Linked DNA regions of Mus musculus: region 2 is linked to region 1. Evidence: chromatin contacts called from public promoter capture Hi-C data. All regions are on one chromosome and are shown on one strand. The core of a region is the stretch at or near the end of the contact, and the rest is flanking DNA. Distances in the headings are between cores, read along the strand shown.

Region 1 (6,552 bases), core at 2,923-5,422:
GGTTGAAGTCAAAGGGATGAGTCTGAGACTCAACTCTGATCTAGAACACATATCTCCATCATTATCATCACCATCATTATCATTGTCATCATCACAGTCTCCACCATCACCACCATCATCACCATCATGATCACCACCACTACTGCCATCTCCTCTTGACGAGCTAGTGGTGGGCCAGGATGGATCAGAGACTCAAGAAAGTTAGAGCTGAAGGCATTCAAGTCCTTGCACACTTTGCCCATCACCACTATGGTGCTTTCAACCACAGCCGGGTTCATATCTCCGGGAGGCCCGATGCTGCTGCTGCAGGTTAAGCTTTCTTACCACTAGGTGGACTAGGGCTGTAACCCAGGCTCTGCTGTTTCCCCAATGTGATGTTTTGGGTAATCTCCTTTCAGATTCCTTTTCTCCATCTGCAGATAGGAATTGCCTTTGCCATAGGAATCTTCCAAAGTTTAGAGGAACCTGCATAGATAAAGTGCCTCGCTCAGAATACTTTCTATTCTAAGGTGGCTTATACACTTCTGTGTGCTTTTTCTTTCACTTTGCTATGAACTTAACTTCAAAAGCAGGAAATTTTTAAGTATTTAACAGATTCTCTGGCACACACATATTGCTCTGTAAATGTTCATTGTTGTCACTGTTGCTGTGGGCACAGTCATCGCAGAATGACCTCCTCGATGTCTCTAGGCCTCCTCCAACCTCACCCTGCTGTGCACACAGCTTTGCTCCTATTACTGTGTAGCAGCTGATGGGTTCTACAGCTCCTCCAAGGAAACGGCTCTAAGAAACCCAGCCCTAGAGCCCAGGTCCTGGCTCTTTCATGGTGGTCTCCTGCTCCTGACTTCAGTTTCTTTGATGGGCTGTTCATTGCTTGGGTGCTCTTATATGTTATTTAGGACTTTGCAGGCAAATGTGTTGTGAGTTTCTATAGGGCAGCTGTAGAGGACTCTCATATCCAGTGGGTCCTGGTTGAACCTGGTTAGATGCAAGGACTCTGTAAGCAACACATTTTGTCTCATGGTTGCAGCCTGGATGGAATAGGGTTACCACTCAAACAAGTCCCTATGGCTGTTTGCTTTAGCTGCTAAAAGCCAGAGTCCCAGGACTCATCTTTATCCAGGGCAAGGAGAACATCTGGGAGTTGGTCATAGCAATCCTTTCCACATATCTCTCTCTCTCTCTCATTCTCTCTCTCTCTCTCTCTCTCTCTCTCTCACACACACACACACACACACACACTACATTTGAACTTCACCTCACAACATTTTGAAATTTCTGTTTTTTATTTCATTTTATGTGTATAGGTGTTTTGCCCAAGAGTGTCTGTCTGTCTGTCTGTCTGTGTATCACTTGCATGCCTGGTGCCCGTGATATCCAAAAGAGGGTGTCAGTTTCCTTAAAACTGGAGTTACAGATGGCTGTGAGCTGCCGTGTAAGTGCTGGGAACTGAACCTGGGACCTCTGGATGAGCAGCCAGTGCTCTTTACCATTGAGCCATTTTCCAGCCCCTTATATTTTTATTTTTATTTTAAGCATATACGTGTTTTACCTGTACAAATGTCTACGCACTATGTGCATGTCTGGTGCCTGGGGATACCAGAGGAAGGCATCAGATCCCCTGGAGTTGGAGTTACAGATGATTGTAAACTGCCATGTGGGTGCTAAACCAGGGTCCTCTGGAAAAGCAGCCTGTGCTCCTAACCACTGAGACATTTCTCCAGCCATCCCTTGAGATACTTTTTGAGATTGGGGGGGGGGGTTGTTTTGTTTTGTTTTTTATTTTGGAGACAGGGTTTCTCTGTGTAGCCCTGGCTATCCTGGAACTCACTCTGTAGACCAGGCTGGCCTCGAACTCAGAAATTCACCTGCCTCTGGCTCCCAAGTGCTGGGATTAAAGGTGTACGCCACCACCGCCTGGCTTGAGAATCCTGTTGATAGATGTTGTCCTTCCCAGCTTATTGAAGAAGTGTGATTCTAAGGGTTCGGGGGTACAGTGGCTTATGCCTATAATTCCAGCAATCCAGAGTTGAGTCGAGATTACCACAAGTTCAAGAACAATTTAGCTTCTGGGTCAGACTCTGTCTCAAAAACAAAACAAAATGAACAAGCAAAAAGAACAGGAGGAAAAGGAAGAGAAGAAGGGGGAGCTCAGAGAAGCTAAGAGTTTTCTAGAATTTTCTAGAATTATTCAGCTGCTAGAGGTAGTATAGCTAATATCAGAGTTTCAGATTCTTTCATACCATGTCTTTTGGAGACGGAAAACATTTTTTAAAGTTCTGATACCTCATACAATTGAGTGCATTAGTTAGTTTATCATAATCTGTATCCCCACAGGAGACCCTCACAGCTTAGGAATGCTGTCCTGTAAGGGCAGGAAGGAATTGAGAACAGGACCCACTGGCCTTCCCAACCAGAAATTACTTACGCATGCTGAAAACCAGCCTAGAGCAGAGCTACAAACTACAGATCATGTGAGGTTCGAACAAAACACAAGCACCTATTAAATACAAAGTGCCAGTCAAAACAGCTAAGACTTTCAATTCTGCCATGAGAAGCTAAAGTTTTTATTCATTGACACCCAAGTCCACTTAAGCCTAAGAGATTTACAAGAGAGCTGAGTGTGGTGGTGTATGCATGTAATGCCAGCACTCAGGAGGCTAAAACAGGAGGATCTGGAGCTTAAGGTCAGCCCAGGCTACAAAATGAGTTCAAGGCCAGTTAGGACTAAGTGACACCTTATTTAAAAGAAGAAGAGGAAGAGGAAGGAAGAAGAGAAAATAATCTTGAGATGGTAATGCACACCCTTATACTCAGAACTCAGGAAACAGGCATGAGGATCTCTGTGAATTCAAGGCCAGCCTGGTCTATGAAGCAATAGAGTTCCAGGCCAGCAAGAGCTACACACATAGTTTTTTTTTTGTTTGTTTGTTTTTTTTGGTTTTTCGAGACAGGGTTTCTCTGTATAGCCCTGGCTGTCCTGGAACTCACTCTGTAGACCAGGCTGGCCTTGAACTCAGAAATCCGCCTGCCTCTGCCTCCCGAGTGCTGGGATTAAAGGCGTGCGCCACCACGCCCGGCTAGCTACACACATAGTAACGCCTTGTTTAAAAGCAAAATTAAGGCCTTGTAGAAATTTGGCTCAACAAGAAAGTAAATATTTGGCTTGTAATGGAGTGAGGTATTCCAGACCAAACTTTAGGTCTGAGTCCTTAAAGACCACCTCTCCCTTCAGCATGATAAGGTAGGATTGGAAATGTGTTGCCTTTGGGAACTCCGAGCCTCCTGAACCCCTGTCATCAACCATCATGTGTACAGGTGTCTAGTGAGCCCCCACACTATAGTGAGCACTGTACAGGTATTAACTCATTTAATTCTCACAACAACCCAATGGTGCACTCCATACACCACCATCTCTCCAGAGAAGAGAAAGATGCTGATGGTGCCAGAACTCTAAGATGAGCAGAGTAACTCTAGAAATCTGTTTACAGAAGAAAGGAAAAGGAGGAGGAGGAGAAGAAGGAAGAGGAGGAGGAGAAGGAGGAGGAGGAGGAGGAGGAGGAGGAGGAGGAGGAGGAGGAGGAGGAGGAGGAGGAGGAGGAGGAAGAGACCCGGCTCAACACCAATAGTGCCTTATGCGCCTTATACTTTTTACGGACTTTGGAATTTATAAAAGATCTTTTCTTGATTCTGGGTACCATCATATAAGAGGTGAGGTGATTCACCCAAGGTCACAAAACTAGTGAGACATCTGGCACAGCTTTGCTGCTGCCTCTACCAGGAACACATTTTCAGACTATCCAGCAGCTCTCGAATACCCCAGCTCGTGGGTACCCCAGCAGGCAGCGGGCGCTGCCTCACTTAGAGAGGCGGAGCGGATCCTGGCCTGTGGGCCTGGGCGCTGTCCGCGGTGCTGATCGGTCGCCGCGTCCCTGCTCGCCTAGTCGTCTGTGGTGTCTCGGGCTCCCTCCTCAGCTCCCAGCCAGGGCCGGATCCGAGGATTCTGCTGCTCGCGGGGTGCGAAGGCCCGGATCCTGGGGCTCCCCGAGGTCCCAGGGTTCCCCTCCCCCGCCCCAGCCTCCCCTCCCCCCGCCCCGCCCACGGCCCCTCCCCGAGCGCCCCAGGTCCCTCCCTTCCCCCTTATCTCTCCCACCCCCCGCCCCCTCCAGCTCGTTCGCCAGTTCCGGTCACGTTGCTGGGTGTTTACGCCCGAAGCCTGCCCTAGGCCCCCCACCTCTGCGCCCCGGAGCCCCCCAGAGCCCTGGAGTCCGCACCCCACAGCCTCGCAGCAGTTGATGGCGCCGCAGCCGGGCCGCGCTCTGCGGATCCATGAGCGCAGCTAGCGCGGGAGAAGAGCTCTTCCAGAGACCCAGCGAGGCCCGGGCCGGGCCCGGCGGCTCTCTCGGGTCCGCAGGTGAGCAGGCCGGCGGTGGGTGTAGAGGGTGGGCGCTGGCTGGGTGATCAGGGTGATGAAGAGAGCCCCTGAGCTCCGGCTCCGCCTGGAGGGCTGCGCGGGGTCTGGCACCGCAGCGCGCGAGAGGCGGGCAGGACGCGGGCTGCTGGCAGAAGTTGTCCTCCGCCGCCAGACCCGAGCCCTTCCCGGCATTGGCAGGGGGTCCAAAGCAGTCCAGACCACCACTCGCACCGTTCTGCCTGCTCTTCGTATCCTGGCTGGTTCCTCTCTTCCCTATACCCTGTGGTATCCATAACCCTCAACCCTGCCCCCCACCCTGCAGACCCCCTAGTTCTGGGTGTCAAATTCGAGGCATAAACTACAGAGCATCAAGATTGAAAGGTGGGTCAAGTTTTTCCCGACACCCCACTCCCATGTACCTGAATCCTCAGCAATGCTGAGGTTGGGGTTGTGGGATCTTCAGTGGAGCGGGGAGCCAGAGTTGAGGGGTGTCTGGGAGGAGGGACTCTGTAGTGCGGAGGATCACAGGTCCTTAGAGAATGTCTCTGCTACCAGCCCCCACCTTGCAGACAGAGTCCCAGACACTTGTCAAAGGCCAGATCTTGGTTCCAGACTCGTCCTCAGGAGAGCCAAGGACTTAGAGGGGGTGGCAGAGTAATTATTTTTTAATACGTGTACTCACTTGCCCTGGTGATTCCCAGTAAGACTCAATTCATTCTCTCGGCTTCACTCTTGGCTGTGTGGTTTGTTTCTTGCAAGGAATTCCCAGAGTCCAAACTGCCCGCAAGAAGGCTCTAAAATGCAAAGGAGAAGTCAGATTTCAGGAGACAGAAACTGGGTGGAGTGTAGGAAGCTAGGGCATGGCTGTACAGGGAGAGAGTTTATCTGGAGAGCAAGAGGTAGAATCCAAAAAACAACAACAAAAAAGAGGTTTAGCCAGCAGATGTAAAGTGTGGCTGCCTTCTGAGGAGCTATGTGTTACAGGGTGAGTGCCTCAAAGTGTCTCCTAGGTGTCAGCACAGTTGTGCATGTCCGGCAAAGGGCTTTACCTCTCTGGGGTCCTGTTTCTTCATCTCTGGAGTGGATGTACTAGTAGGACCATCAGTGTACAGATGAGTTAGTGTGTATGGAGCTGAGGACGGTACTGAGAGTTAGTGTGTGCTAGCATTTGTGCCTGGGTCTTCAGGCCTGGACCTAGGAAGGCTTCTGAGATCTGTGCTCCTCTTGCCATGGGCTTCTGAGTCAGATGATGAAGAGGAATAATGACTAAGAAAAATAAAGAACATATAGATTCGTTTATCCACTCATCCATAACTCAGCCTCTCCCAGCTCATAGATCTACTTTGGCTTTAGGAAACAACAAAAAAATTAGCATTTACCTAGAAACAAGGAGCCAAGGAGATATGCATTCTTAAAGAACATCAAGAATGGTATAGAGATATTCGTTGACCGGACAGATGTTTTTGGCTCCAAAGAGGAAAAGAAGCAGTCAGAGTGAAATTGAAACTGGGACAAGACATCAGTCAAGGCATAAGACGGGGCACATGGAAACTCCGTGGGATACGAGAGCAGGAGGCTCCCAGGGGCCAGGCTGATCCTCTCCCACATGCTACGCTGGCTTGAAGGAAGGATGGGGCAGAAAAGAACTGGGGAGCAAGGAACAAGCTGAAAGGTGGAGGGGCTAAGGAGAAGTGTAAACATCTCAGGGAAATTGAAAATTCACTGGGGTATGGTTGGCATATGCCTGCAGTCTCAGCGTTAAGGATGCTGAGGCAGGAAGATTGCTATGAGTTGGAGGCCAGCCTGGGTTATATAGCAGGTTCTTGTCCATCGTGGACTACAGAGTGAGGCCATTTTAACAACAATAACAGCTATACGTAAGTAGTTAATAAAAATAGTTTCAGACTTTTACTTAGCGGGCATCTTTTCTTACTTAAAAGTTTATCATAGTAAGGACCACTAAAGGGAACTAGAGAGCTAGCTCAGCATATAATTCAGAAGACAGTCTGAGTTTAATCCCAGATCCCAAAATGGCATGAGATAACTAACCCCCCAAAATTGTCCTTTCACCTCTCCATGTTCACAGTAGCATGAGGGGACCTGTGCCCCCACCCACCCACACACACAGAGTACACCTA
Region 2 (6,552 bases), core at 2,669-5,168, 240 kb after region 1:
GTAGAAATTGAGACATTTTAGGATCACCAGAAATGGCAGGCCAAAAATGAAGTGACAGGTGAAGGAGAATTCAGTCAATGAGCCCAAACTATTCCCATGTTGCCTCCATATATGGTAGTGCTAAGTGTTCTCAGACACACAGCCTGACAGTGGGACTGCATCTGTAATGGGAATGTAAGCAGAGTGCTGTTATCTACAATGTGGAAGCACAAACCTGGGCATTCACATGGTCCTCACCTGCCTTAAGGAAGGAGGTGGTGTCGCCCCATTTTGCAGGGGAGAAAAGTGAGGTTTGAAAACACAGAAGTGCTAGGCCTTTAATCCCAGCACTTGGGAGGCAGAGGCAGGCAGATGTCTGTGAGTTGGAGGCCAGCCTGGTCTACATAGAGAGTTCTAGGCCAGCCAGAGCTACATGGTGAGACCCTGTCTCAAAACAAAAAGGAAAGACTGAAGCTGAGATAATGTAGGTAGCATAAATGAAATTTGAATCTCGATCTGTCCAACTTAAAGAGGGCTTCCTGCCATGCCAGTGGCACAGGATGTAAGGACAGAAGGTTCACACATGGATCGATGCAGCAACAGCAGGCTCTTCTGTCCTCCCCACTCACCTGTCAGGAATGCAGCTGCAGTGACTGGGGGTTGCATATGGGGAGCTACTGGAGGAACAGGAAAGGCAGGAGGAGCCCTGGCTACACAGGGGCTCTAGGTGCCAGGCTGTTAGGCTGGGTCCGAAACCCTGCATCTCAATCATGTCGCCAGCATCTGAGGGTAGGAAGGAGCCAAGGTCAATGCCCACGTAGGCTCTCTCCCCCAGGTGCCCTGCAGCGTGCCCATCTCTGCCCAGAGCTGCAGACGAAATCACATTGGTGGAAATTACTAAGGTGGTGCCTGCCTGGTTGAGAACCCAGAGATGGAGAGTGGGAGGGTGCCTAACACTGCCCAGCTTCCCCTGAGCCTGGAGAAGATGGCAGCCTTTTCTGTGGTAGGATACGTGTACTGAGTTGTGGGCGATTCGTCACCCATCTCCATCAGTGCCAGAGAATACACGAGGAAAGAATAACAAAGGCCTCTGCTCCCCAAAACACTGCCAGGTAGCCTGGGCTGTAAAGGCTCTTGGTCTGCTTCTTCCTGAGACACTCAGGAATGTGTGTGGACGCCCCTCAGTTGGTGATCAAGATCCTTGAGGCTGCCTCAAGCTATGTCTCACTAGCCTCTGGCTTCCCAAGATCTGCAACAGTGCTTCCTGCCCAAACCGGACATCCTGAAGCCTGCATACTTAGCACGGTAGCTCTTGTGTGAGCTGGAATGGAGGGAGATTCCCAGGGCTGGAGGGTGGGAGCGGTGTCTGGGCACGCAGACCCAATGATCCAATACACCGGTCATAGCTGACCATGCCAGTGTGAAGCATCAGAAGACAGACCCTTGGACATGGCTGTACTTCTGTAGATGAAGCTGTCTCAACCATCCCTACTGATCTAAATTAGAACTGAGTCAAGATTCTTTAGAGTTTCTAGGGCCTGCATTGGGCAGAACACTGTTCAGGGTGAACACTGGCTGGGAGCCACAGAGATGGGAGGCAGTGAAGGACTCAGTGGTATCACGGGGTCGAAGTGTGGAAAGAGTGAAGATCAAGGAGAGCTGTGTGTGCTGAGGTCTTCACTAATGGTTTTCTAGGTAAATCTAGCAAGAGACCCTGACTCCCCACAGTCTGGAGGCCAAGGACTGGTGTTTTTAGATAGCCAGACTCCAGCTCTGGGTGTGCCTTGGTGGTGAGGGCGAGCTGATTTCCCTCTAGTCCCTTCAAGGGCTGCCCTGTCTTGTCCCACCAGACCCATGGGTAGGATTGTGTCAGTATCTGGACCTTCAGCTCCACCAGGAGGTCAATTAAGGGGATATGTTTGGTAGGGGGGCTGCGGCTCTGGGAGTGAGGGGTTGCAAGCCATGCCGAAGACTCTGGGAACAGAGAGGGTAAGTGCAGGTGGTGGGGGGTTTAGAGCCTACCCCTGCAGCAGGCAGAAGGCCAGGTGTGGGAGGAGCCAGGGTAGGGACAGAGGTGGGTGGGGAGGAGTCAGCCCAGCCAGGCAGGCAGCAGGCAGCAGGCAGGGATGGTAACAGGTGCAGGGGGTGGAGGATGGGCACAGAGGGAAACAAGCTCAGTGCCCAGAAAGTTGGGCCCAACCAAGGCACATCTCCTGGGTGAATGCTCTTCACCTTAATTCTCCAGGAAGGAGCTGAACCAGCCAGCACTGCACACTCTCTACACTGTGACAGCCCAGTGTAGACAGCTGGAGCTCTGAAGTGACTGGGTGAGTGACTGGTGAGGCAGCAGGCTGGACAGGGGTCTGCTGGGTCAGCTTTGACTCTGACTCTCTCCTCTGAGCATGAGGAAAGTCTAAAGTGAACCATCAAGGTGGGTGAACCACACAGCTCCTAGGACTCCGAGTGAAAGGTGCCTGGCCTGGAGCAGAATTAGAGTGAACAGCATCTCTGCTCTGTGGGGGGTGGGGTGGGGGGACAGCAGGAAACGGGGCGGGGGAGGGAAGAGACCTGGACACCCCGCCACTTAATCACATGCACAAGTCAAGCATGTTGCAGGCCTGAAAAAGCCATGGCTGCAGAACTCAACAGTGTTGTCATTATGGACTGGAGTGCACAGGGGGCTCCACCCCATCCCTTCTTCCCACTTCCCTCGAGATTTTCTTCTCATACTGCTACCCCTCCCCCAAGTGCTGGGGTCACAGGGGCTACCCAGTGGGTTGGTCTAATTCCCAAACTCGACAAAAGGCTATCCAAACTACTCCCAAGGCCGCTGGACCCTCTGGGCCTAGAAATTCGTCTGATTTCGAGGCCTCAGTCCTAATATTAGCTAGTGGGCTTGCTTTTTTCTTCTGAGATCTCAAGTAGCCTGGGCTAGCTTCAAGCTCCCTATGTAGCTAAGGCTCATCCTGACCTTCTGACCCTCTTCCTTCCACCCCCAAAGTGCTGGGATTACAGGAGTGTGTGCCATTCCCCCCAGCAGTCAGTGGTGTCACTACTGCCAAGATGCCGGTTTGAAGGATGATGAGGTCAACCTTCCCGCATTCCTCAAGGCCAGCTAACCTGCAAACAGTGTTGTCCAAGCCTGTGGTGCAGACAGCTAGATGGCAAGTGTGTGTGTCAGCAACCTAGTAAGTGGGGTATCCCAGGGCCTACAGAACTGAAAAGGAAGGGGCAGAACTGTGGCAGGGACAAGAGCAGCTGGCAGAGCTGCCTGATGGGTACTGGGTGTGTTCTGAGCCACGGGCCTGGCTGGCAGGAGTAGGAGTCATTGCAAGCTGAGTGACTCGCTGAGGACACTGTGGCCTTTAGAAGAACTCTACAGAAGTGTAAGGAGAGACACCGCATCAACAGCATCTCCGTAAGGAGTATAATGTAGTAGATTCCCTTTGTAAAAGCAAGATCAGTTAAAACTCTGTGGCACAGATATGGTGGGGATTGGAAAATTCTAGCACCTAAGATCTAGTCTATCCTCAGCGTCTCTGTCCAGCCTTTCCTGGAGCCCCTCCCTGGTTGATGTTTCTCCAAAGAGGGCTCCTTCTCACTGAAACAGCTCTATGTTAAAAAAAAAAAAAGAATCCAGTGCACAGAGGCATGCTGAGGGGCCGCGACTACTGTCCTGTGTTGTCTCCAGAGAAGGAGATCCTAGCCACCGTGGAAGTTGAGGTCCTAGAGTATGGGTCACCTGGGTAACACCAGTGGCACAGCACTGAGCACCAGTGAGAAAACCAAGTCTGGAGATGTTAAAGTACTTGCTCAGCTCCACACAGTGAGCCAGGGGCCTGTGGGCAGGAATTCCCACTGCTGCTGGGAGCCTAGACTGTTCCTGGACACTCTGTGGTAAGCATTTTTAGCTTCATGCCAAAGTACCAGGCCATATACTACAGGCCTCCCATGGGAAGACCAATCCTTAGAGCCAGCCTCTTCTGGGGACTCTATCCAGTCCCTCCTCTGCCCCTGTCTTCTTAAGTCACAGTCAGAAGCACAAGGCTGTAGGCTGGCTTTCCTGTCAGCAGACAGAATGAAAGAGACCACAACCTGGCATTTGTCAACATGATTGGCAGGAACAGGGAGAGGCTCTGAGAGCCATTCCAGTCCCCAAGAGGCCATCAGGTGGCCAGCCCTCCTCCTCAGTGGCTCTCTCTCTCAGCATAGAGCCTCCTTTCCTCACTCAGAACCATTTGCTCTGCACATCCCCTCTTCTTGCCAGTACTGATCTTGGCTCCTTGTGTCCTCAACTGATCTGCCTCTGACAGAGGAAATGGCCCTGCGCATAAGTCCCCTAATGCCAACACTGCTGTTTGAGCCCCTGCAGTGGGTGGCAAGTGAGCCCAGAGGGGTTAGGGTGGAGGATGAGGTGAGTCAGGGACAGGGAGGGATAAAAACCTTTCATCGGATTGGGAGCTGTGAGGTTCCGCGAGCAGATCATTGAGAGCATCGCGTGTAGTTTATCCTCCTCTTCCTCATCATCGTCCACCGAGGCCGCTCGGCTGGCCGCTAGGTGGTGGTAGTTAATAGTGACTGCTCAAAGAGAATAGCGAGAGAGGCAGAGGCATGAGGGCCCTAGTCCCTGAGCAGGAGACTGCCCTCCTGGAGGTGGATGGCTGGAGACTGAGATCACCTTGAACCTGCAAGGTATAGTGGGAACAGGGTAGGGGGCTAAGAACCTTCTGTAGTTATTAGGAGAGGGTGGAAGGTGTGTGTGTGTGTGTGTGTGTGTGTGTGTGTGTGTATCTAGGAGACCAACTCTAACTAAGGTTAGTTGGGACTGGCCAGATGGATCTAAAATGGATCTAAATTTTTATTTAGCTGCTATCACAGTTGGGCTGCATTTAACCTAGAGATGACCCCAAGCCCTCATTTTAAGTGTATAAATTCAACCTTCTTCTTTCAGGGTCCTCTCAGAACCACTTGGAAAAGCAGGAGTCACTTAGCTCAGTTTCAGGTCTTGATGCCTGGCTCGCCCTCTAGGAAGGTAAGAGGTCGTCACAGTGATGTGAACAGAATGGAATGTGTCACAGACTGAAGAAGGGAAGCCAAGCCAAGCCTGAAGTGAAATGCCAGTCTACAGCGTTTTGGCTGTAGCTGTCTCTTATCTGGTCCATCTGAGAGGAACAGAGTCCCCCAAGCACGGGTCCTCCAAGCCTATTTGGATCGTTTACGCTGTAGCTCCTGTGTAAAGTCTGGGTCACTTGCCCATCAACAGAGACACACTATGGATAACTTTTTGGCACAAGTTAGGAAATGCAGGGACGGATAGATAGGTGGTCTGGTTGGCAGTCATCACAGTGGGCTGGCAGATTCCCTGGACTAATCTTCAAGAACTGCAAGTCTAGTGCAGAGAAACCCATGGGTAGCAGCATCATTGAGCAGAATGGGCGGGTATTTCTTGACAGACTCCCCACCCCAACCCTGAGGCCAGCGGCCTCAGGCCACAGCCCTCACCAGGCAAGCTTCAGGTTTCGTCCTCTCAGAGGACGCTCTGTGCCAGAGGCTTGAGGAGGACATTGGCTCAGGAAGTGAACATGCACTGTCCAAAAAGCAGAGCTCTTGTGCCCGGCTGCCTGGGCGAGGCCGGAGGTGGGACTGAAGACGGGAGGGGAGTTTGCTACCTTTTATTTTAGGCCCAAGAGGAATGGAAAGTTTTCCACCTCCTATTAATATTTCCAGTCTCTCCCTTTTTTCTGAATCATAGCATGAAATATTACTAAGAATCGTGTCTAGTGATGCCTGGGCCTGCTGAGCTGGGCCTCAGGGTGACTGGGGGATGACATCTAGGGAGTGATGACCTGTGAGTGAAAGGTTCAGTGGGGAGGCTCTGAGTGATGAACCTCTTGTCTCCAGCTGGCCTGACTCCACAGTGCTCTCAGACACCCTGAGCATCCTTCACAGGGGACACGGGGACACTCACTATGCTCGTGCCTATGTCCGGGGTAGATGATCCGGAACACGTAGTCCGTTGCCCGTCCGACACCCAGCTCCTCTACATCAATGGACCGAATGCTGCTGCGTTTCCGTAGCTTGGGGAAAACCTTGCCCTGCGGAGGAAGCAAATGGTCAGGCTGTCCAGTGTGCAGTCCCACCCAAAGTTCCACCCAAAGCTGTTCCTGAGAACGCTGTGTGGAAAGGAAGAGAGGAGGCCTTCCTTCACCCAGCCCTGCACCCAGAGCCTCCCCGGCCAAGATACCTTTCCCTGCTGGGTCCACAGCGGGGGCTCAAGCTGTCCACGAGGCAGCAGCCCATTCTCCAGACATGACAGGAAGGACAGCAGGTGTCCTCCCTGTGGGAAGTGTAGTGGCGGCCTCTGGATGCCATCCTGGCTCACCAGCACAAGCGTGCCACCGCTCTCTGGTGGGGGTGAATGCCCACGAGTGAGGAGTGAGGCTGGGGTCCTTCTTGAGACCTCCCGACCCATCACCCTGGCCCAACAGGTGAGATTTCCCAGGCTAGGAAGGAGGGTGGACAGGCTAGAACATGCCTTGGATGCTTCATTAACAGGAACAGTGGAGGGCTGGC

What was found. Promoter capture Hi-C pulls out the DNA fragments that hold promoters and counts their contacts.
Region 2: a promoter capture Hi-C map of the C10 cell line shows a contact between it and region 1. The contact joins the enhancer-like site here to the promoter of Ccdc92b in region 1. A contact is called at or near these places in 11 of 39 promoter capture datasets (the C10 cell line, the HPC-7 cell line, cranial neural crest and 6 more), 1 of 484 Hi-C or Micro-C datasets (CD4 T cells), 4 of 115 datasets of contacts at active chromatin or transcription factors (embryonic stem cells and fetal liver) and 4 of 9 other capture datasets (adipose tissue, embryonic stem cells, liver and 1 more).

What each region holds. Positions count from the first base shown.
Region 1 is chr11:74,615,433-74,621,984 of GRCm38.p6, forward strand. Ccdc92b (coiled-coil domain containing 92B) reads left to right here and starts at 4,173. Exons shown (of 4, transcript NM_001013784.1): 1 at 4,173-4,414. The coding sequence starts at 4,330. It overlaps Gm50590 (a long non-coding RNA gene), which reads right to left and starts at 5,427. Exons shown (of 3, transcript XR_001780261.2): 1 at 5,097-5,427; 2 at 4,834-4,976; 3 at 1,203-2,081.
Region 2 is chr11:74,859,138-74,865,689 of GRCm38.p6, forward strand. Sgsm2 (small G protein signaling modulator 2) reads right to left here. Exons shown (of 23, transcript NM_197943.3): 10 at 6,224-6,384; 11 at 5,948-6,074; 12 at 609-762. Among named protein-coding and RNA genes, the nearest start is that of Mir6926, 5.8 kb to the right of the region's middle. Within about 2 kb of position 3,919, at least 28 of the 459 cell types and tissues checked have an H3K27ac peak or open chromatin away from gene starts, as enhancers often do.